Regions from separate parts of the Sus scrofa genome. Here region 1 is linked to region 2. The links are chromatin contacts, called in public Hi-C maps. All regions are on one chromosome and are shown on one strand. The core of a region is the stretch at or near the end of the contact, and the rest is flanking DNA. Distances in the headings are between cores, read along the strand shown.

Region 1 (2,944 bases), core at 31-2,530, 240 kb before region 2:
GGGATGGCACCTGCATCCTGGTGGATCCTAGTCAGATTCCTTTCCACTGAGTCCCGGGAACCCCAGTGCTATTTTAAAAGACATGCAACCTTTAAGGCGAGTAATAAGATTCTAATGAGGGCTTCGTGGAAGAAGAGGCAGGAGTGGGATTTCCATAAGCAGATGTAAGAGTGGGTTGTTTGAAGGTATTATGGCTGGGACACAAAAGAGCAAAGAGGACTGGGGGCCCTCAGTGCCAGGCGAAGTTGCTGAGACTTTTCTGTGGGCCAAGAAAGTGGCTAAAGGCTCTTAGGAGGGGAACAACATCTGACTTGTGTCTTTGAAATATCGTCCTGGCCACAGTGTGAAGGTTTAGAGGGAGTGAAGTGACTGCAGGGGAGCACCAGAAAGGAGCCTGTGGGAAGGATGCGAGTGGCGAGAGGGCAGGTTGCTTTGAGGAGGGTGGGGGTTATAGCCCCTGGGTAGGCTGGCTGTGACCTGGTCTAAGGAGTCAGATCGGTTGAGGAGGGAGCGAGGACCCAGGTCAGTGCAGGGGAGTGGCGCGTCCTGAATCCAAGCAGGGAACCGAACAGGGAGGAGCAGGAGCCTGGGCAGGGGAGATGGCCACGATCAATCAACTCCTTCTCTGTTCGACCTCGCGGTGGAGACCGCCAGGAAGCGGCTGCAAGTGTGCACCTGGCTCTTGGGAGCAAGCGCTGGTCAAGCTGCTCCCAAAGAACGCGCAACGCTGCGATGTGAGATGAAACCGTGCTTTTTCTGGAGCCGGGTTTAAAACTCGCTTCCAATGGCGCAGTGAGTGAAGTCCGAGGGCGCGCTAGCGCAGCGCTGGGTCCGGCGTTCTCAAATGCCGGGTCGCTAGGCCGAGGGACGTCTCCCGGAGCCGCGTCCGTTGGGAGCACCCAGGTGTCCCACGTGGGCAGTTCACCCGCGCGGGCCCGGCCGAGCGCGGAAGCAGCGGCGTCGTCTCGGCCCTCCCGCGTCTCCTCCGGCCCCGCGGCAGCGGAGCGCCGCGCCGTCTGCTGCCTCCCGCCGCTCGGGAAGGACCTCACCGGCCCGCGCCGCGCGGCTCGGCTCCGCCAATCAGCGCGCTCCTTCCGCGGCCGGCCGGCGCTCCAGTGACGCGCGCGCCAGCCTGCGCCCGCGGCGCTTTGGCGACGGCCCCTCCCGCGCCCGCCCGGCCCGTTAGCTGCGCGCCGCGCCTCTTGTGCGACGGCCCCTGGGCGGCGGCGCGTGCGGGCGCGGCCTTGGCGCGCCCCCTGGCGGCCCGGCGGGGATCTGCGGGCGCGGCGCTGACCCGGAGGCGGCGGCGGCGGTGCCCGGATGGAGGCACGTCATTGTCCCCCGCCGGGCGGCTGGGCTGTGTGCGGCGGCGGTGGCGGCGGCGGCGGCGGCCGAGGGGGATGGAGCGAGCGCCGAGCCGGGTCAGGTAAGCTCCCGCCTCCTTCCCGCCCGCCGCTGGCCGGCGTGGGGCCCGCGCGGCGCCCCGCTCGCTTCGGCCGCAGCTGGCCCGGCCGCCTCTCAGCCGGCGCGGCCCGCCGGGGGCTGGCGCGGCCCCTCGCCCGCCGCCCCCTCCGCAGCGGCGGGCCGCCCGGGACCCCGCCGCGCCGGTGGCAGCGCCGCCCCCGCCGGCCGGGCCAGGCCGCTGGGGAGGGGGCGGCGGCCGCGGCGGCGGCGGGGCGCCCGGCGAGCGGGGCTGCGCGGGGAGGCCGGACCCCCCTGGTTGCCATGGACACTGCCCTCCCGCCCCCGCCGGGCCCAGCCCGCCCCCTCGGCCCGTGGGTCGGGCCCGGCGGGCGGCTCCGGGGCGGCCAGGCCGGCACGGGGCGGCCAGGGGTGGGCGTGTGCCGGCCGCCGACCGCGGAGCCCGGCGTCCCCGGGCCGCCCGCCGCCCCCCGCGTGGCTGCCACCTCCCGCCCCGGGGCGCCGCTCGGAGCCGGGGGCTCGCCTCCCCGACCCCCCAGAGAGACAAAGTTTCCCACCCGGATGCCCGCCGGCCCGCCCGCGGTGCCGGTGCCCCCGCGCGGGGCCGTCCCCCCGGCTCCTCCGCGGAGTGTCCGAGTTCCCCACGCCGGCCGCCGGGCGGAGCGGGCACCCTCGGGGGGAGCGAAGGGGCGGGCCGGGTGGCCCGGCGGCGCGTCCCCCAGAGCTGCGCTGCCCTGGTCCTGTTCTTTATTTTCGGGGCAGGGGGAGCCAACTTACCTGGCGGGGGTTGGGGGGAGAGGGAGATGAGTTTCAGATGTGAGAGGTGAAGGTTTGACGGGACAGAAGTTTTACAGTCTAGGACTTTAACCTCGCTATAATGAATGCAATTGAGATTACTTTTGTTGAATAGCTCTTTTATATTCAGGGAAGCCTTAGGGCTTACTTGTTTGTAGGCGCACACGTTGGTTATTTAAAGTAAATACGCTCAAATAACAGTAAAACTGCTTGAAAAACTAGTTAACGCCTCTTTTCCGAGGTAGCAGCAGTATTTTGGGTTCTTAGCCGTTTTAGTGGCGTCTCAAATTTTAGTTGTACGTTTTAAACGTAATTCTACTCTTTCGACTTGATTATTCATTCAAAGTGCTTAGGTGATATGAATAATCGTTTTCACTTGTTTGTTTTTATTTAGGGTCAGTTTCACTTTCTTTTCTGTATCATTGAATTAACTCTACAGAGCTTGGTTGGTAAAAGTTTAAAGGTAATTGATTTGTTTACGTGAAAATAATTAAAATCCACGTTGGGTCTTTTTAAACCTCCGGAATGGAAATGCATCGTGAATGTGGATTACATTGTCTATTAAGAAGAGTGTAACAGTTTCTTTTTCTGTGTATTGATATTAGTACTGCAATGTATGTGAAATGCCACAATGTTTAAATAGTTTTAAAACAAGAGAGAAGCATGCATTCTAGCGTTTGGCCACCACAAGGGAGAGATACCATGAAAGGACAGAATTATAAGATTT
Region 2 (2,755 bases), core at 192-2,691:
TGCAGTTGGGTTCTTAACCCACTGTGCCACCGCAGAAACTCCTGGAAACACATTTTTATTTTGGAATAATTGCAAGTTAAAAATGCTTAAAAAGGAGGAGTTCCCGTTGTGGCACAGTGGAAACGAATCCGACTAGGAACCACGAGGTTGTGGGTTTGATCTCTGGCCTCGCTCAGTGGGTTAAGGACCTGACGTTGCCATGAGCTGTGGTGTAGGTCGCAAACGCGGCTCAGATCTGGTGTCGTGTGGCTGTGGTGTAGGCCGGCAGCTGTAGCTTCGATTAGACCCCTAGCCTGGGAACCTCCATATTTCCCGGAAGCGGCCCTAAAAAAGACAAAAGACAAAAAAAAAAAAAAAAAAAGATACTTGGACAAACGCGTTCATCCCAGCCTTGTGTCTGAAAATAGAGACACTGGTTATATATAAAGTAAGGTATATGTGCCTAATGGAACCAAGAGGAAGCCGTGATGACAAATGTTTTAACAGGGACTCAGTAGCATTTCCCAATTTCGCCTAAGTCATGTTCATTACGTATATAAAGATGCAACTAGGAGTTCCCGTCGTGGCGCAGTGGTTAACGAATCCGACTAGGAACCATGAGGTTGCGGGTTCGGTCCCTGCCCTTGCTCAGTGGGTTAACGATCCGGCGTTGCCCTGAGCTGTGGTGTAGGTTGCAGACTCGGCTCGGATCCCGCGTTGCTGTGGCTCTGGCGTAGGCCGGCGGCTACAGCTCCGATTCGACCCCTAGCCTGAGAACCTCCATATGCCGCGGGAGTGGCCCAAGAAATAGCAAAATGACAAAAAACAAAACAAAACAAAAAGATGCAACTAGATTGAAATACGCCAAAATATTTGCACTTTAATGGTCCGCTAACAGAGCATTATGTCCAGAACTTTGGTGCAAAGCATTAAAACCTAGCAAACAGTCAACACATTACAAACAGTGAATTACAAATAATCAGAATATGCCTAAGAGGAACAAAGTTCAACACATTTTTGGCTGAATGAACATTGGTTATCTCCGAATACGGTGCCGGCGACGCTCTTCGTTACAGTTTTCAATTCCGAATTTTCTAGAAGGACCTTGCCAACATCCCCTAAGTTGGAAGTGTCACTAAAAAGGGGGGCTCCCATGCCCCTCATGCCCTCGGACGGTCTCGGGCGCGAGTCGATGTGGGGGAAGCCGAGACCCCTCCCGCGGCGGAACCCCTCCCGCGGCGGAACCCAGGCGGGGAGGGCGGGGCCCGGACCGCGTTCCAGGCGCACCAAGATGGCGGCCGGCGCGCCCCGCGTTCGGAGCCGAGCGCTCCCGAGCGTTCCCGAAGCCGACAGGAACCTCGGGAGCCGCGCGGGTGGGATCGGCCCCGCCCCGGAGTCTGGGAGCGGCGGCGCCGGGCGGGGGAGGGGAGGCCGGATGTGAGTGGAGCGGCCATTTCCTGTTTCTCTGCAGTTTTCCCCAGCTTTGGGTGGTGGCTGCTGCTGGGCTCCCGCTTCCCGTCGGCGGAGGGCGAGGCGGCGTGGACCGCGGCCCCGGCACCCCGCGCCCTGCCGCCCGCAGCCGCGCGCCCGCCCGCCCGCCGCGCCCCGAGCTCCGAGCTCCTCGCCTCAGTGCCCGGCCGCCGCCGCCGCCGCGGCCCAGCGAGCGGCCCAGATGCAGGCCATCAAGTGTGTGGTGGTGGGAGACGGGTGAGTGCGCGGGCCTGGCCGGGGCCGGGGGCCGGGGGCCGGGGGGCCGGGGGGCCGGGGGCGGGCGGGCGCCGCGGGCTCGCGCGGGGCCTGGCCGGGCCTCTCCGGGGCGGGGGTCGCGGGCCGCCCCCTCTCGGGACCCGGCGGCGCGCGCGCCTGGTTCCGGCTTTTTTTGGGTGGGGGAGGGAGGGAATCGGCGAGCGGCGGCTGGAGGGAAAACTGAACTCCACCCTCCCGCTTTCTCGCAGGCCGGCTGACCGCCCGGCCGAACCCGCCCAGCGCCTCGCCGCCACCCTCCCTCCGTGGCCCGTAGATTGGGTGGGTTTAGGGAGTTGCCTTTCTTGGTGTTTCCATGAAGCTCTCGAGCCGCAGGGAGAACCTCGGTGGGTCCCTGCGGTCCCAGGTCGGTCGTGTTGGAGGACTGTGTACACGGGCTGCTTTGGGGACCCTAGGCGGATCTGCTGGGGGGTGCCTTCCGCCTGTACTTTGCCACTTTTCTGATTTTCTTAAGTGATGCTGTTTGCTATTAAGGTGGAGAAACTTTGCAGATTTCTAGCTGCGAGGAGCTGGGTGCGATTAAGACTGTTCTTTTCTCTGAACGTGGTGTAGTCAAAAAGAAAAAAAAGAAAAGAAAAAGCTGGCTCTGCGTTCGCTCCTGCGTTGGGTATGGCATGTAGCAGAACTGGCTCCTGGGCCGAGCTGTCCTGTGACTCAAGGCATTTCTTTTCATTACAGCCTGTGGTGGTTACAGGCCCTAGAGGAAGACAAGACTTGTCTTATGCAGTTTTTTTTTTTTTCTCCTCTGGAAACAAGAATCTCAGTGTAATCCGAGCAAAATTGTGTGTCTCAGCCTTGCTCAAGTAGAGGAGCCTTCTAACAAGGAAGCTCCAAGAATTACTGCCAGTTTTCAGCAAACTCCGAATGCAACTGGTACATATTTCGAGTCTTGTCGAGTAGAAGGAAGAGTTCTGGCTTCACTATACCCCAAAGTCGTCGTTAGGACTGGTGCTGCTTTTATGCCTCTTGGTGAATGTGTGCGTTTTTTGTTTTATTTAGATCATTGCCAATA

Evidence for each region. Hi-C and Micro-C count contacts between places; a contact is called where the count stands out from the background.
Region 1: a contact with region 2 is called in a Hi-C map of embryonic fibroblasts, with 4 times the contacts expected there. A contact is called at or near these places in 1 of 5 promoter capture datasets (liver) and 1 of 47 Hi-C or Micro-C datasets (embryonic fibroblasts).

The regions. Positions count from the first base shown.
Region 1 is chr3:5,046,663-5,049,606 of Sscrofa11.1, reverse strand. USP42 (a long non-coding RNA gene) reads left to right here and starts at 1,280. Exons shown (of 18, transcript XR_002342221.1): 1 at 1,280-1,426.
Region 2 is chr3:4,802,196-4,804,950 of Sscrofa11.1, reverse strand. It overlaps RAC1 (ras-related C3 botulinum toxin substrate 3 (rho family, small GTP binding protein Rac3)), which reads left to right and starts at 1,441. Exons shown (of 6, transcript NM_001243585.1): 1 at 1,441-1,686. The coding sequence starts at 1,652.